Regions from separate parts of the Zea mays genome. Here regions 1 and 2 are each linked to region 3. A link is a contact called in public Hi-C data. All regions are on one chromosome and are shown on one strand. The core of a region is the stretch at or near the end of the contact, and the rest is flanking DNA. Distances in the headings are between cores, read along the strand shown. Region 1 holds the start of LOC100284845 (F-box domain containing protein). Region 2 holds the start of LOC100217233 (ERAD-associated E3 ubiquitin-protein ligase HRD1A). Region 3 holds the start of LOC100278192.

Region 1 (4,822 bases), core at 1,332-3,831, 470 kb after region 3:
GTTTCTTTCATGGCCACAGTGAGTTTGAGGAACTGGAGGCTGTTCCTACATCTGCTGCTATAGACGGCCCCCTTGAACCTCCGCCAGCGTCTGCCGCTGTAGTCCTTGATACCCCTGATGAATCATTAATCAGTTACTTCAGTGTATGCTCAACTGTCAACTACCAGCTATTTCATCCCATTTTACTTTCATTTTGATTGAATGGTATATCCCCATTTATCTGCATTCTGTACTCAATGACCATTTTAGCTTCTCGGTTGATGTATGCACATAAGTTCGCTGCATTCATGGTTGGATATATGCTGCATCACATAATATCTGTTGTGTCTAACTACGCTGAGATTGCTTTTCCAACATATCTGCAGGGCGCTGCTAGCATTGGAAGTGTATCAAACGCACAACCGTCTGGAAGAGTGCACCCATCTACTGAGAGCATCCCATCTTCCCATGTGCCATTGATCGTTCCATCTGCTGCTTCAACACATCAACTGCCCCCTTCAGTAGCTTCAACAGCTTCACCATTGCCCGTCCATGGAACTAATGCCCACACTAGCCGGCCAACAAATCTTGTGACACCAGATTTCTTTGCGCCTCCACCATCCTCTTCAGCTCCACTGGCTCCGCCGGGTGCATCTGTGGTTCCTACTGCGCCACCTCTTCATCCCACTTCGGCGGCATCTATTCAACGTTCTCAGTATGGCACCCCACTGCTCCAGCCCTTTCCACCGCCCACTCCACCTCCTTCCCTTAACCCCTCACACAGTGATAGACTTACTGTTACAAGGGATAGAGTCAAAGACGCTCTACAGAGACTTGTTCAGGTAAAAATTGTCCACACTGAAAACATACAGGGTACAACTGTTTTGGATCGGTATCATCATTTTCTCTAACTCTCACCAAATGCCTGACAGAGCGACGAGTTCGTTGATCTGGTGTGCCGGGAATTGCAGAGATCACTTGTATAGGCTGCTTGCTTAGTCTTGTCGGGAGTTTTCTGGCTCGTGGCAAGAATGTGCCTGTAATTTTCCTTTGACTTTTTTGCATGCTTCCCTTCCCGTACTATTGTATAGGTTTGTGTTAGTGTATTGGTGTAGAGTACTATAGGAATGGTTGGTAGTATCTGTGGGGTCCCTTGGTTCCAAATATCCGTGTTGGCAGTGTGAGAAGCGGAAGTAAAACTAGCCTGTTCAAGAACGTTGGAATTTGATGTGCTTTGGCGTGGACAAATTACAGCACTGAGATTCTAGAAGTTTTTTTTTAATTCTTATTAACTTCGCTTTCTGGAAAAGGAGAAAAAAAGAGAGATATGATGCTGACTTTCCCTGTTGTTTGACAGGCGACCGTATAACCTACAACCCAATCATATTCACATTCCCTGAACTACACTGTACATGTCAACGGCACTCTCTAGTGGTTGTGGTGTTCGCGATGCCCGAATGCCCGGGCGGGCCGAATCGGACGAGTTCACCGGAACGTGAGCATGACCAGGAAGCCGAGGAAGGCGGCGGCGCCGACGCCAGAGCAGCAGAGATCAAGGATGCCCTCGCGCCTGGCCTTCGACTCCTTGCGCGCCCTTTTCCCCCTGACGAACTCCTCGTACCTGAGCCTGGCCACGTCCTCCGCCGCGCCGCGGCACCCCCGCCTGGGCGCGGCCATGGCGGCGGCGACGGCGGCCAGCCCGTCCCTGCCGCTGACGCCGGCGCCGTCGGCGTCCTCGACGCGCAGGCTGACCTCCCGGACGTGGCCGCGGCGCTCGTCGCACGTGACGGCGGCGTCGAGCGCGACGCCGCCGCCGAGCACGACGGCGAAGCGCGCCACGGTGTCCCCCGTGAGCCACTTGCGGTCGACGGCCACGGCGCGGCGGCTGGACGCGTTGAGCGCGCGGCCGGTGGCCGGGTCGAAGAGGACCCAGCTGAGCTCGAGGTCGGCCGGCGCGATCGCCGCGGCGGCCGGCGACGTGAAGCCCTCCTGCAGCAGCGCGTCGACGCGGAACGGCGCGCCCAGGAACCAGTCGGAGGCGGCGTCCGTCTCCACGACGCGCGACAGGACGCAGACCCCCGCGTGGCGCAGGTCGACGGCCGACACGAGGCGCGCGGGCAGGGGCTGCGGCGGCGTGGGAGGGGAGACCGAGCACGGGAAGGGGAAGGCGTCGGCGAAGAGCGCCCGGTGACCGCCGTCGACGCGGCCTGTGCAGGGCAGGTCGCGGACGGAGGGCCACATGGCGAAGCAGAGCGCCCGCCACGTGGCCGGGTCGGTGGCGAGGCTGCGGAGGCCGGAGCTCGCGCAGCCGACCGCCGCCAGCGACGCGCCATCCAGGCGGCGGAGCACGAGGGCGAGGACGTCCGCCGGGAGGTCCTCGATGCCCGTGCCGCCGACGTCGTCGCCGGCCGGAGAAGAGGCTTCCATCGCCCCAACACCCATGGGATGAGACGAACGATGGCCGGTGGGCGGCCGACCGGGAGACAGTAGGAGCGAGGCCGGAGAACGTGGATAGGAAAGGGGTTGTGGTGGTGGTTGCGCGGGCGCGCACGCGCGTTTCTGATGGCCTCCGGCGTCGGAGGAGGGAGGGCAGCAAGGATTTGGCTAGCTACTGGCTTGTTCGTTGGTTTATAAATGGGTATCTAGGGGGAGGGCGAGAAAGCGAGGTGTTTCTGTGCCTGTGCCCTGTGATGTGAGTGCATGCCTCGACCCACCGGTAGCAGCTGCATGGGGACGCGGCAGAGAGAGCTGACGAGAAGCCACGGCGCAGTGCATCGTGCAGGTGAAGGCAGGCGTCTAGTAGCTCGCTCTCGCTCTCGCGGTGGCCTTTGCGTTCCAGGAAAGCAAGCTCCGCGAAAAGTCCGCTACGACGGGTTTTCTTTCCGTTTTGTTTATGACACAGGACGAACTGAAGCTTCTCTTGTCTGACGATGGCGACAGCGACGGCTCCCGCCCACCATCTCACCGCGCCCGTCGTCGTTGTCGCGGGCGCGTGGGCCACGGCGAGCGTCGACCGCGGCCAATGTACGGCGCGCGCCTTTGACCGGCCGACGTGTAAATTGGGGTTGAGGGCTGACCGGCTGAGGTGGATGACGAAGCCTTCCTTCCTTCCTGCCTGCCTGCCTAGCCTACTAGTGGTACCACGTCGTGCAGTGAACCAACCAACCAACCGTGCGCGCGGTGGCCGGTGGTCTCCGGTCTGCCCGTCACGTACTCCTAACGTAACATGAGAACAGAAAGGCAAAAGCTTGTAGGTGCACGCAGCCATTGCGGGCGGCTCGGGCGTCGCCCTCTGCTACAGAAGGGTGCATTGGCGGATGCAGGGCAAGGAAGGGATCGGATTGCTCCGACCCGCCGCCCGTGAACGGCCGACCTGCCGCGGTCGAGTTTGGGATTTGGCATGTGCGTGTTTATGAGCAGCAAAGCAGTACATGAACATGCTTATTTGGTCCCCGTTCTGCCATTAATGAACAATTTTTATGGTCAGTATTGGGTTTCGTCTTTCGAATGTCTAAAAAACATAAGTTAACCATTATTTTTCGATACATCTCTAAGTATCACATGTGCTTCGGCAGTATCATCTTCAGCGGTACCCACCTTCGGAATAAATTAAGAAAATGATAAAGGCATTAGCTTTGTCATGATAATACATGAAGACGATGACAGAAGTCAAACAAGGCTGAAAGAAGGTGTTCACAAGATTTTGTTGTCAAGATGATAAAAATAGAAGTCAATACTACCCTTGTGTCGTTTGTATATCATATATACAAGTTTTGTGGACATAATTGTAATTTCACACGAAGTTGTACCTCTCCCCTATAAATGGATGAACAGTATCATGTATAGGGCACCTTTTTTTTGGAGAAAATAGAAGGAAAAGAACTCTCCCTTGTTCAGTTTCTAAGATTTACTTCGAGCTCTCATTTGTGTGAAACCGAAGGTATGCTAGTAAACGTTTATCATTTTATAAGGAATGATATTTGAGACGGATACACAGATAAGTCAAATTTATCTTTTATTATTCACACTTTCTATTACGATTAAAAGATGCACAAGTCTTCTGTTTGTTATTTCCTTCCTCCATATAACCTTCAGATCAAAGTTAAATGAAGGAAAGAACATGTAATGTGTTAACTCATGTCTTTGGCATTCCGAAGTGTCCATCACCATCTTTGTCCTAAAGCTATTATCCCGAAGAGATAATACTTTAAGGACGAAGATCCCTACTGTTTAACACTGTGTTGCCTTGTTTTTGGTTCTATACAACAATCAAAAGCAAGTGACCAATAGTCAGTTTGGTTAGGGAGCGAGGTGGGATATATTCATTCCATTCTACGTTTGGTTAGAGAACGAACAGAGCTGTCGAAGTGAAGCAACTCTAAAGGTTAGTTTGGAAACTTACATTCCCTCTGGATCATTTTCTCACTCAATCACCAGGAATCCTGGAGGGGAATTTAAGTTTCCAAACTAGCCCTAAATTAGGAATATTTCTATCAGATTCATGACAAGATCGCTCCAAAAAATAGGTGGGTCTAAACAGAAAATGGACGGATTCCACTCTGCTCTCGAAATCTGAAATGGAGCCACTGCGCTCTTGAAATAAAAAATGGAACCGCACCACTCTCGTAGAGAAAACTGACCTTTTCACCATAGTTTCATTAGGATTTGCATTATGGATCAAACTATAGAATTGAGTTAGAGATCAAACAAAAGTGCTAGAAACATAGTATGACACATATGCAACTTATCTAAGCAATCAAACCTTATGGTTTTACCCTTTTACCGAAAGTAGCACTTTCTAGCCTCCAGTTCAGTTCTTTAGGACTTAAGAACCTTCAAATTG
Region 2 (4,580 bases), core at 1,297-3,796, 290 kb after region 3:
ATGTAGCGTGTCTTTTGACTTGTGGTGCATATGTGGAATCTGGAGTGGTCGACGAAGAAGGTAAATATCATGTGGATTCGTGTAAAAACACCGTGAGTGGTGAAGGACGAGTGTGGAATCTGGAGTGGTCGACGACCACACCAATGTAATTATACTCATAGTTAATTTGGGGTTGAGAACGTGTCTAAGGTCGTACCTCACAGTCCCTTGCGTTAAACCAGCTGATGGGGTGCCACTGACCCCCCTTTGGTCGCATGTCGAACCAGAGGGCCGATAGAGGGTCGAGTAAGGAAGGATTGTATGAGATTCACCCAACGGGGCGAGCCCCCAAGTGGGACCACTAGCCATACCAAACCCTACCTGAGGGCGGTCAGATCTCACTTGGATAACCCATTAGCAGCTCGACGACCTCCCTCTCCACGCGCGACTAGGTCGGTGATGGACGAACCTCCCCCAAAAGACTAGAAATCTCTCTGGGGAGAGATGCGTGCAAAAAAACTACCAAACAACCGAGCCCAAACGCGTCATCGACATCCACTAAGCACATTATCAGACATAAAACCGAGCCAACCATCGCAAAAGAGGGTCCGCCCAAAGCCGCGAAAACGCCACACTCGTGAAATACCCCCCTAAGCAATCCTCACATATTACTCGGGGGGAGGGCTACATCTAGCAAACGCGCTTGCGCGCATCAAAAATCCTGATTCCCAACAAGAAAGCCTTTGAGCAACTCCAAAGAGTTGCTCAAAAGCTCGGGTGCTGCTAACGGGTCTCAGGAACGAGGTATCCAAAGTAGATCCATTACTTATGGTGGCCCAACTAGGCAAGAAGCCACGAGAGTAAGACCAGCCAAGTCCCGCCGAGTTACCAGGCGAGGTGAACGGACCGACCAAGTCCCACCATGGAAGTGGGCGAGGCGGACGGACCAACCATGCCTCGCTGAGCAACTGGATGAGGTGGGCGTCCCTACCAACTCCCACCGAGCAACTACGTGAGGGGGGTGATTCGATCAAAGCTTGCGCAAGCAACTGGGCTAGGTGGGGGCATAAGGGCCTGTGGCGAGGGCTGGTACATCCGTGGGTTCCAGTTACACGACCCTCTGCCACATGGCGGGTAGGCGCACACCTACACCCGCTTAACGTGAAAACGAGGCAAACAATGTTGACCCACGCCAGCCACGATAAGGCATGTCGCCACTAAATACCGTCTTGGCTGATGCCACGGCACGGCGGGGAGGCGTTAGAGTCCCTGTCAATAGGATGAGACATGATCACGTATGACCCTTAACGCTCCCGACACTATAACGTGGGACCGAGCAGAGCCCATTATGAGTGTTGTATATTTATCAGACACCCATTATCCAGATATGGCGCGAGTGAGATAGGGAACAACTAGACAGTGTTGTATATTTGAGACACATTTAGTCATGTCCTATATTTTTGATATTTGTTTTAAATAAGGTGGTCGTTGGAGTGCTCTTTTTAACCTTTTGCCTTATAATTTAATTTAATACGCTATTTTAAGTCACTCTTAGAGTTGCTCTAAGGTCACGTTTGGGACCAAGGGTAATGGAGAGGATTTAGAAGATCAAAATCTTTTACTAATAAGACTTGAATGGTAATAGATTTTGGTCCCCTCAATCCTTTCTACTACTCTTACTATCAAACAAGCCCTAAAGACGTTCGGAGTCCTTTTATGCCAAATGACTGTTTCACCTCAAGGGCTCTCTTAGGTAGTGTTTGGTTGAAGAGCCAAGTAGAACGGAGCCGTTCTGTCCCAGTTTTGTTGTTGTTTGGTTACAAAGTAACTAGAACGGAATGACTCCAATTAGGAAATATTCTCCTCAGACCCGGAACCATCCCGCTCCAAAAAATCAACCGGACGGAGCCGCTCCGTTTCCAGCCCGCTCGCATCACGCTCCGTTCCGTTCACTATCTAACCAAACAAAAAACAGAGCCGCTCTGTTCCAGATTACCAAACACAGAACAAAGCGGCTCCGTTCCTAGAATCAGGGATGAAACGACTCCGTTCTACTTGACTCCTCAACCAAACACTATCTTAAATCGTATTCTCACCAAAGATACGTGGAGAATGAAACCAAATAACTACGTGTAAAGTTATTTTACCAAATAATTTATCAAAACAACTTAGCTCTATCGATAGAGCTATTTTATAAAGGTAAAGCCCACCACCAGCAGCAGCAAGAGAAAAACGGAAGGGAGGGGGGGGGCTGATTGAATTCGATGTCCGCCTGCGTCTACCCTGCTTCAGAAAAAAATAGTATTTCTAAACAATAAATACTTGAATAAAACTCTATCAGAAGAAAAGACAAAGGTCAGAAGCTGATCTCAAATTTCTTCATATCGGTACGACAAGTTCAATTGTTCAGACAAAGCGCGAAGGATCTGTTTCGGACCAATGGGCCTAGAGCCCCTAGACAGGCAGTTTCCATGCCTGCTCCAGGCCCAGGCAAAACAGCACCGGACTGCGGCTCCACCATTGCCGTTCCTGTTTCTTCGAATTCTTCTCCCGTTCAGGCGTCCATCCCTCTTTTCTCTCGTGGCGACGAAGACGACCGACGCCGACGCTGACGCCCTACGCCAGGTGCCAGGTTCCGTCGGGTCCTTCGCCGGCGAAGAGCATCCACCAGGTATACCGTATGCCCACCCCTTCTCGTACTGTTCGAAACGGAGCTTCCAAACCCTAACTTAAGCTATTTGGCTATGAGTATCCGGATCTGAGTGTACATGTATGCCTGTTTAATGTCTACCACTCTCTCTCTCTCTCTCTCTCTCTCTCTCCAAATATATTATCGCCCATGTCCGTGACTGGCTCTGCCCCCTTTGCTTGGATTAGCTGGCTGACTTCTGAGATTTGTTTCCCTGTATATCGCGCCTGGTAATTTTGGATCATTCGTTTCTTCTAGGCGACCCAGTGCTGTTCTGGTGCGGTTTCATTGCGGAAGTTTTGTTGTGGGATTTTCCGGTGGCGAAGATGATCCGACTACCCATGTACGCGGCGTTCAGCCTGCTGGCGACGGCTTCGGCGGCGTACTACGCGTTCAGCAGCCGGGAGCAGTTCTACCCGGCGATGGTGTACCTCTCCACCTCCAAGATCTGCTTCGTGCTGCTCCTCAACACGGGCCTGGTTGCCATGTGCGTCGCCTGGCAGCTCGCCAGGCGTCTCTTCCTCGGCTCCCTCCGGGAGGCCGAGGTCGAGCGCCTCAACGAGCAGTCCTGGCGGGAGGTCATCGAGATTCTCTTCGCCGTCACCATCTTCCGGCAGGACTTCTCGGTGTCCTTCCTTGCCATGGTCGCTGCACTGCTTCTTGTTAAGGCACTGCACTGGCTCGCGCAGAAGAGGGTCGAGTACATCGAGACCACACCCTCCGTGCCCTTGCTCTCGCACATCAGGATTGTATCCTTCATGGTTTTCCTGCTCACGGTCGATTGCCTCTTCCTGTCAAACTCACTCAGGTCACTCATACAGAAGCGGGAGGCGTCTGTTGCCATCTTCTTCTCCTTTGAGTAAGCTCAGTTTTCGTTTCTTTAATTTTGCCTAAATGCCTTTTTTTATGTGCATGGAAATTCCTGAGATGTATCTATGCTTTCTGTTTTCACTTTATCACTGTATCAATATGACACGCTACAATATTCGATCCTCTTTCGCAACAATATTAGAGTAGGTGTAGAGATCGATTAAAATGAGTGAACTCTTTCAAATGGCATTTCCCAATATGATGGACAACAAATTGCAAAACTAAGTACTATATGTTAGGTCTATATATCAAGCGAGTGTCTTTTTGTAGTTGCACTGTACCATGCCTGCAAGGCTACCACAAAGATCTTAATTCTTCAGTAACACGACCTCTTTCCATTTTGTGTATCGTCCTTTGCAGTTTGCACTGCCCTATACCATATGAATAATGCCAGATTTGCAGTTATTGTTCTTTTTTTGTTTGCTTGATGTGTATATGCTAAGCCATGAATATATCTTAATTTCACTACCTCAATATTCTCAATCTTGCTAATCAGTTCATCTATATGTTGTTGTTGCTATATTATGAAATGTTAGGCTATGAGCTTGTGCAGTTGTCTGTTTAGGTTTGAGCAATACATTAAGTGTTGCAAAGTATTAGGCCCATTAGCATGAAACATTAGCTACACTATCATTTTTTTTCTTGTTCCTTCCAAGGCAAGGCGTATGGCTTGCAGGTTGGGTATAGTTCTTATTCTACTCTGGCACTGGGTCTGCCTTTTCTTATTTCAAGATTCAAAATACTCAATAATAGCTAACAAGTATAAATCATGTTTCAGATATACGATACTAGCAACATCCACTTTATCAACATTTGTGAAGTACATATTCTATGTCAGTGACATGCTAATGGAAGGTCAATGGGAGAGAAAGGCAGTTTATACATTTTACTTGGAGCTCATCAGTGACCTTGTGCACTTGTCATTATACATGCTCTTCTTCATAGCTATCTTCTTGTAAGTTCTCTTATTATGGTACTCTGATACTAGGATGCAAACTATGGTTATTGATTCGTTATATGAATCAGGAACTATGGTGTCCCG
Region 3 (4,903 bases), core at 2,116-4,615:
CTCTTTCAGTGGTCACCAATTCTGCAATTCACCACGAAACCACCAGACGTATAGAACATTTTTTTCGATTAGGAAAGAGGGAAGCAGAAAACATGTCCCTTTCATTTTTTTTATTTAAACAAGAGAAAGTACTTCACTAATTAATGGATATTGTTCCAACCAGACCTTTTTATTTCCTTTCCTCAGTCCCCATCCACTATTTTTCTTCCAATGATTAGCATGAAATGACATTGAACAAGAGAGTATAAAGGGGTGTTTGGTTGCTCCTGCTAAAGTTTAGCTCGGGTCACATCAAGCGTTTGATTTTTAAATAGAAGTATGAAATATAGACCCAACCAACTGGACTAGATTCGTCTCGTCTTTTAATCTTCGGCTGACAAATTAGTTTTATAATCCGACTACATTTAATACCCGGAACGGAGGTTCAAACATTCGATGGGATAGGAGCTAAATTTTAGCGGGGTGTAACCAAACACCCCCTAAGTACGTAATTGTCCCCACAAAAGGGGAATTAATGTATATGATTGGATTGGGTTGGTGCATGAACTGAGCAGCCACAGATGGAAGAAAATTATGCCTTCGCATTTTCTATCTATCATGCCTAAAAGAATAAGGAAAGATTTGGATGCATGTACATGTGCATTATTTGTGCCATGTTTGGTTTCAATTAGTCTTAGGACTAAATTTTAGTTCTACAACTAAACTTTAGTCCCTAATTGTTTGGTTCTAGGGACTAAATAGACTCAAATGCACTTGGAATACACTCATGTAGGCTTTTAGTCTCTTTTAGCACATATGTGAAGGACTAAAGACTAAATCATTTTAGTCTATATTTTAGTCCTAGTGTTTGGTAAAAAAGGAGCTAAATGGCACTAAAAACTATAGACTAATCTTTAGTCCCTAGAACCAAACACCCCCTTGGTGCAGCAGTTGTTGAAACCTCGTTATTGCCTGATTTGTAGTAGCTATATAAATCTCGGACCCGTTTCTTTGCGTACAACAAAAATCTTGGGATCTGTTTTACTGCTTGCGCCCTCGCGGTAGTTAAGCACGAACGAGAGATCATGTGGAAAAATATGTTGTTTTCCCACATAATCGTAAAAACATAACATTCAATGTCGTGATTTTATAGAGAATCAAACAAAATGTATAAGATATATCTATGTGTGTCGTAAAATAGTCTTAATTAGATCATAATTTCAAGAAACGAGTATATGATACCGAGTTAATTATAGCATAAAAAATTTGTATATGTTAGCATAAATACCTACTCTGAATAGCGTAAAATCCTCAGTTTTGACTGTAAAAATCCTCAAGTTTGAGCATCAAAAGTGTTAGATATAACATAAATGTTGACTCACTTCCTACCAATAGCCCCCCACGTCCATACTGCCACCATAAAATCAAGAATTTGATTAGGTGAGTTGATTAGGAAAATTGATTTTTTTGAGTCACGAGCACCATAAATCAATGTATTCTCTTTTCACTATGCACTTAAAAAAATGGCATGCAGTAGACTGGTGGATATACTTCAGGTTCGAGCGTAAAAATCTTCAGTTTTAAACGTAAAAATCCTTATCTTGAATGTAAATAACGAGCTAACGTGAGAGACGTTACTAACTCTGATGTGTTGTATTAATGATCGTAAAAATTTTCAAGATTGAGCACAAATATTGTTAGATATAGTGTAAATGTTGATTCACTCCCAACCAAGTGCCTCCACGTCTGATACGGCCACCATAAATCAAGGGATTCTATTTTTATTTGGACACGCTGGAAATATGGCATGTAGGACACTAATGGGTGCACCATTAAATGATGTATTATTTTAATTTTAGGTTACTATTTGGAGTCACGTCTTTGGAGATTGAGGGCGTAGAGGCGTCCTGGGCTCATGGCGGTGGAGGCTGCCTAGGTGATCGTTGGGCTTGGGTGGGCTAGATGGGTTGGTATGGACAATCGCCACATGAGACTAGGAGACTGAGAGTGGCTACGTATGCGGGCCTAAACTAGCCTTTAGGGCCCAGTATGAGCGCGTGTGGCACCTATGGCGACGGTGATACTTGGTCGTAAAATTACGACAGGGCCTCGTCAGCTCTAGCTGTGTGCTCATCCCGGCCCAACTTCCCATCGATCAGTATTTGAACTGAAAATTGCTGCCGTTTTTGTCATTGCATTGATTTCCAGCTAGGCTAGAGGCGCGCACCACCAACCACTGCGGAGTCTCTTTCAGTGATGCGATCGAGTGGACGTGGTTGTGGTGATCATGGCAAGCACAGACCTTGGTGGCGAACCAAGTATCTTCAGTATTGAAAGCCATGAACTAATATACGGTTCTCGGGTCCGATTTTCTTATGAATTCAATCATTCTTTTCTAAAATACAATAAAACTCTCGCCGTCTTAAAGATAGGACTGAGAATTAGTAAACACCAAATATATAAGAAGCAGCTTATATATATATATGGATCCCTTGGGATTGTAACTGTGATGACTGAATCACTGATTAGGACACATAGTATATAGTATACATGCATAAAGGACTTGCTTGATTTCCAGGATCATCTTTACCTCTTCTTTACAAGCACACGTAGGCAGCAAGAAAAGATGAAGAGAATCCCTATCTCAAAACTCCTACCAATACTATCTTTCTCTCTATATATATGTGTATATAATGTTATACCCAGCACACACATGTTTTGCTTACGCTTATTCCCAAAAAGTATCTTGTGTACTCCAGTGTAGTGTAGGCACGACCGTCACTGATCCAGTGACTTCCACAAGCTAGAGCTAGACATCTGAACGACCGATGCCAGGCGCTGTCGTACGTGCATGCTAGAGATCGCTGCCTTCCGGTATGCTCTCGAGCGCCGGCCGCCACCCTCCGCAGCAGACCTCCTCCAGTTCTCGATTGCGCAGCACGAGAGACGACACCACGTCGTCCAGCGACACGCCCTCCCTGTCGAGCATCTTCTTCAGCTCCTGCTTGCTGATCACCAGCTTCACCCTGACGACGGCAGCGGCGCCAGCTGCAGCAGCGTCGGCGTCGACGATGACATCGTCGGCCGCCTTACTCAAGCTGCCCGGCGGGGATGGCATCTTGAGGACCTCGCCGCCGCCGCCGCCCATGCTCATGATCTTGATCTCCTTCCTGTCTTGAATCACCAGGCAGTTTCCCATGATGATGGCAGGCAAGCTAGCTGGTCAAAGAGGTAGCTGCAAAGGAGCTACACACACGCAAGACCTATAGAGAATTGTGGCAAGAGTTCTGAAGCTCTCTCTAGCTGTTCTTGTAAGTTGGAAAGAACAAGATCACAAGTGTTTTTTTCTTTCTTTCACAATTGTGTGTGCACGCTAGTGGTGTAGGGGGTTGCACTTGCACGCAGTGGTGGATTGTTATATAGTATACGCACTAGTATATTTTTTAGTTTAAATGGAATATAATGCTCTATGAAAATCTGACACAAAGGTCCAAGTGCATATTGCATGAATGCCACCGGCCGGCCGACCAGTGGATGTTGCTTCGTGTATGGTAAAGCTAGCTATGATGGCTAGCCCACTCTCTCGAGAACTTTTGTTCCTCGCTGTGTTCTTGACTTGGTGTTGACACGCTTTGTGTCAGGTCGATCGATCAATAAAATGCTGTGTGGCGCGTGTGCCCGGTGCATTCACACACATAAATTGTCTATTTTTTTTATAAAACCTCGCAGAAATTATGTAATTCTTTACAAGAATAGAGGACAGACACGTACGTACCAGGCAAAGTGGCAGAAACACAAGACTGGAATATATATTGATCTTCTCCTTTACTGGCAAAGCTTGGAATGAAGTCAATAGGGCCATAGATAACACATCGATATATATGGGTTTGGTTAAATTCAGTAGTTGCCTATTTTCAAAGTCTAAACCACTACTGATATAATGTAACCCGTTAACCTTTGTATACACTCCTAATCACGCCTTTGCGATGATGAAAATAGTCTAAAATAACCTAGGAACGTACTGTATCTAAAACATACATAACTACTATTTACGAGGAAAAAAATAAAAAGATGTAGTTAATACCTAACCGGCGCCTAGATTTCCTACATTTACCGTTATAAAAATACCCTTAGGTACTCCTGGAATGCTTATCAGGCCCTTCTCAATGAAAGATTTCATATTTATGTTTCCTAAGTGCCACATCATCATGGAACGAATGCAACCATGCATGTATGAGACTTTTCATTGTCAGTGGACAGTTTCATTTGGTGTGGTTTCATCGGCAATATGCAAGACACAACATGTCTAGCTAGGTAACCGTGTATGCCTAGTTTCATTCCCATGAAACTCATTTTATCTCTCTCATAATAAATAGGCTACCATGTCACCAGATTTGATGATGTGTCACTGTATTTAACGAGAATGAAAATGATAATGGCCTAAATTGCCCACATTTATTGTCTGCTAATATAGGAGAAAGTAATTGATGTACGTTTTATATTCATGATATGTCACAGTATAAACTATGTATAATATATTTATTAAGAAGAGATGAGTTCCAGTTTCAACTAACACATCAGTGCTCTTTGGAAAATGCCAACATGGCTACCCCCCACTAAATGTGCTATCTAGAATTTGGAAGGACAGACGTCGGCACTATCAAGAACATGCTAAGGTAAGGGTGATGTCACAAAACATTAGGATGCAGGCGGGCCCCCATCCATGTTTGGTGTCTCTGCTAGCTTTTGGCAAGTGGCGGAGGTAAAGCGTCACTCGCCTCTCGCCAAATCTGTATCTGAAAACGAAATGAAATGCTGGTATGCGTGTGTGCGGGGGACAGACCGAAAACGATTTCAAGGACTAGTTGGATAACCTTATTTGTAAGGATTTTTATTTTTTTAGGAAAATTAGTTTATTTTTTTT

The links. Hi-C and Micro-C count contacts between places; a contact is called where the count stands out from the background.
Region 1: a Hi-C map of bundle sheath shows a contact between it and region 3, with 6 times the contacts expected there. The contact joins the promoter of LOC100284845 here to the promoter of LOC100278192 in region 3. A contact is called at or near these places in 2 of 25 Hi-C or Micro-C datasets (bundle sheath and leaf).
Region 2: a Hi-C map of ear shows a contact between it and region 3, with 2.1 times the contacts expected there. The contact joins the promoter of LOC100217233 here to the promoter of LOC100278192 in region 3. A contact is called at or near these places in 2 of 25 Hi-C or Micro-C datasets (bundle sheath and ear).

The regions. Positions count from the first base shown.
Region 1 is chr2:147,300,546-147,305,367 of Zm-B73-REFERENCE-NAM-5.0, reverse strand. It overlaps LOC100284845 (F-box domain containing protein), which reads right to left and starts at 2,581. Exons shown (of 1, transcript NM_001157740.2): 1 at 826-2,581. The coding sequence starts at 2,421. The coding sequence ends at 1,465. It overlaps LOC100279265 (Dcp1-like decapping family), which reads left to right. Exons shown (of 8, transcript NM_001152286.1): 6 at 20-143; 7 at 366-821; 8 at 912-1,281. The coding sequence ends at 965.
Region 2 is chr2:147,476,723-147,481,302 of Zm-B73-REFERENCE-NAM-5.0, reverse strand. It overlaps LOC100217233 (ERAD-associated E3 ubiquitin-protein ligase HRD1A), which reads left to right and starts at 2,546. Exons shown (of 8, transcript NM_001143588.1): 1 at 2,546-2,650; 2 at 2,927-3,527; 3 at 4,317-4,493; 4 at 4,565-4,580. The coding sequence starts at 2,995.
Region 3 is chr2:147,767,082-147,771,984 of Zm-B73-REFERENCE-NAM-5.0, reverse strand. LOC100278192 reads right to left here and starts at 3,365. Exons shown (of 1, transcript NM_001367309.1): 1 at 2,527-3,365. The coding sequence starts at 3,178. The coding sequence ends at 2,834.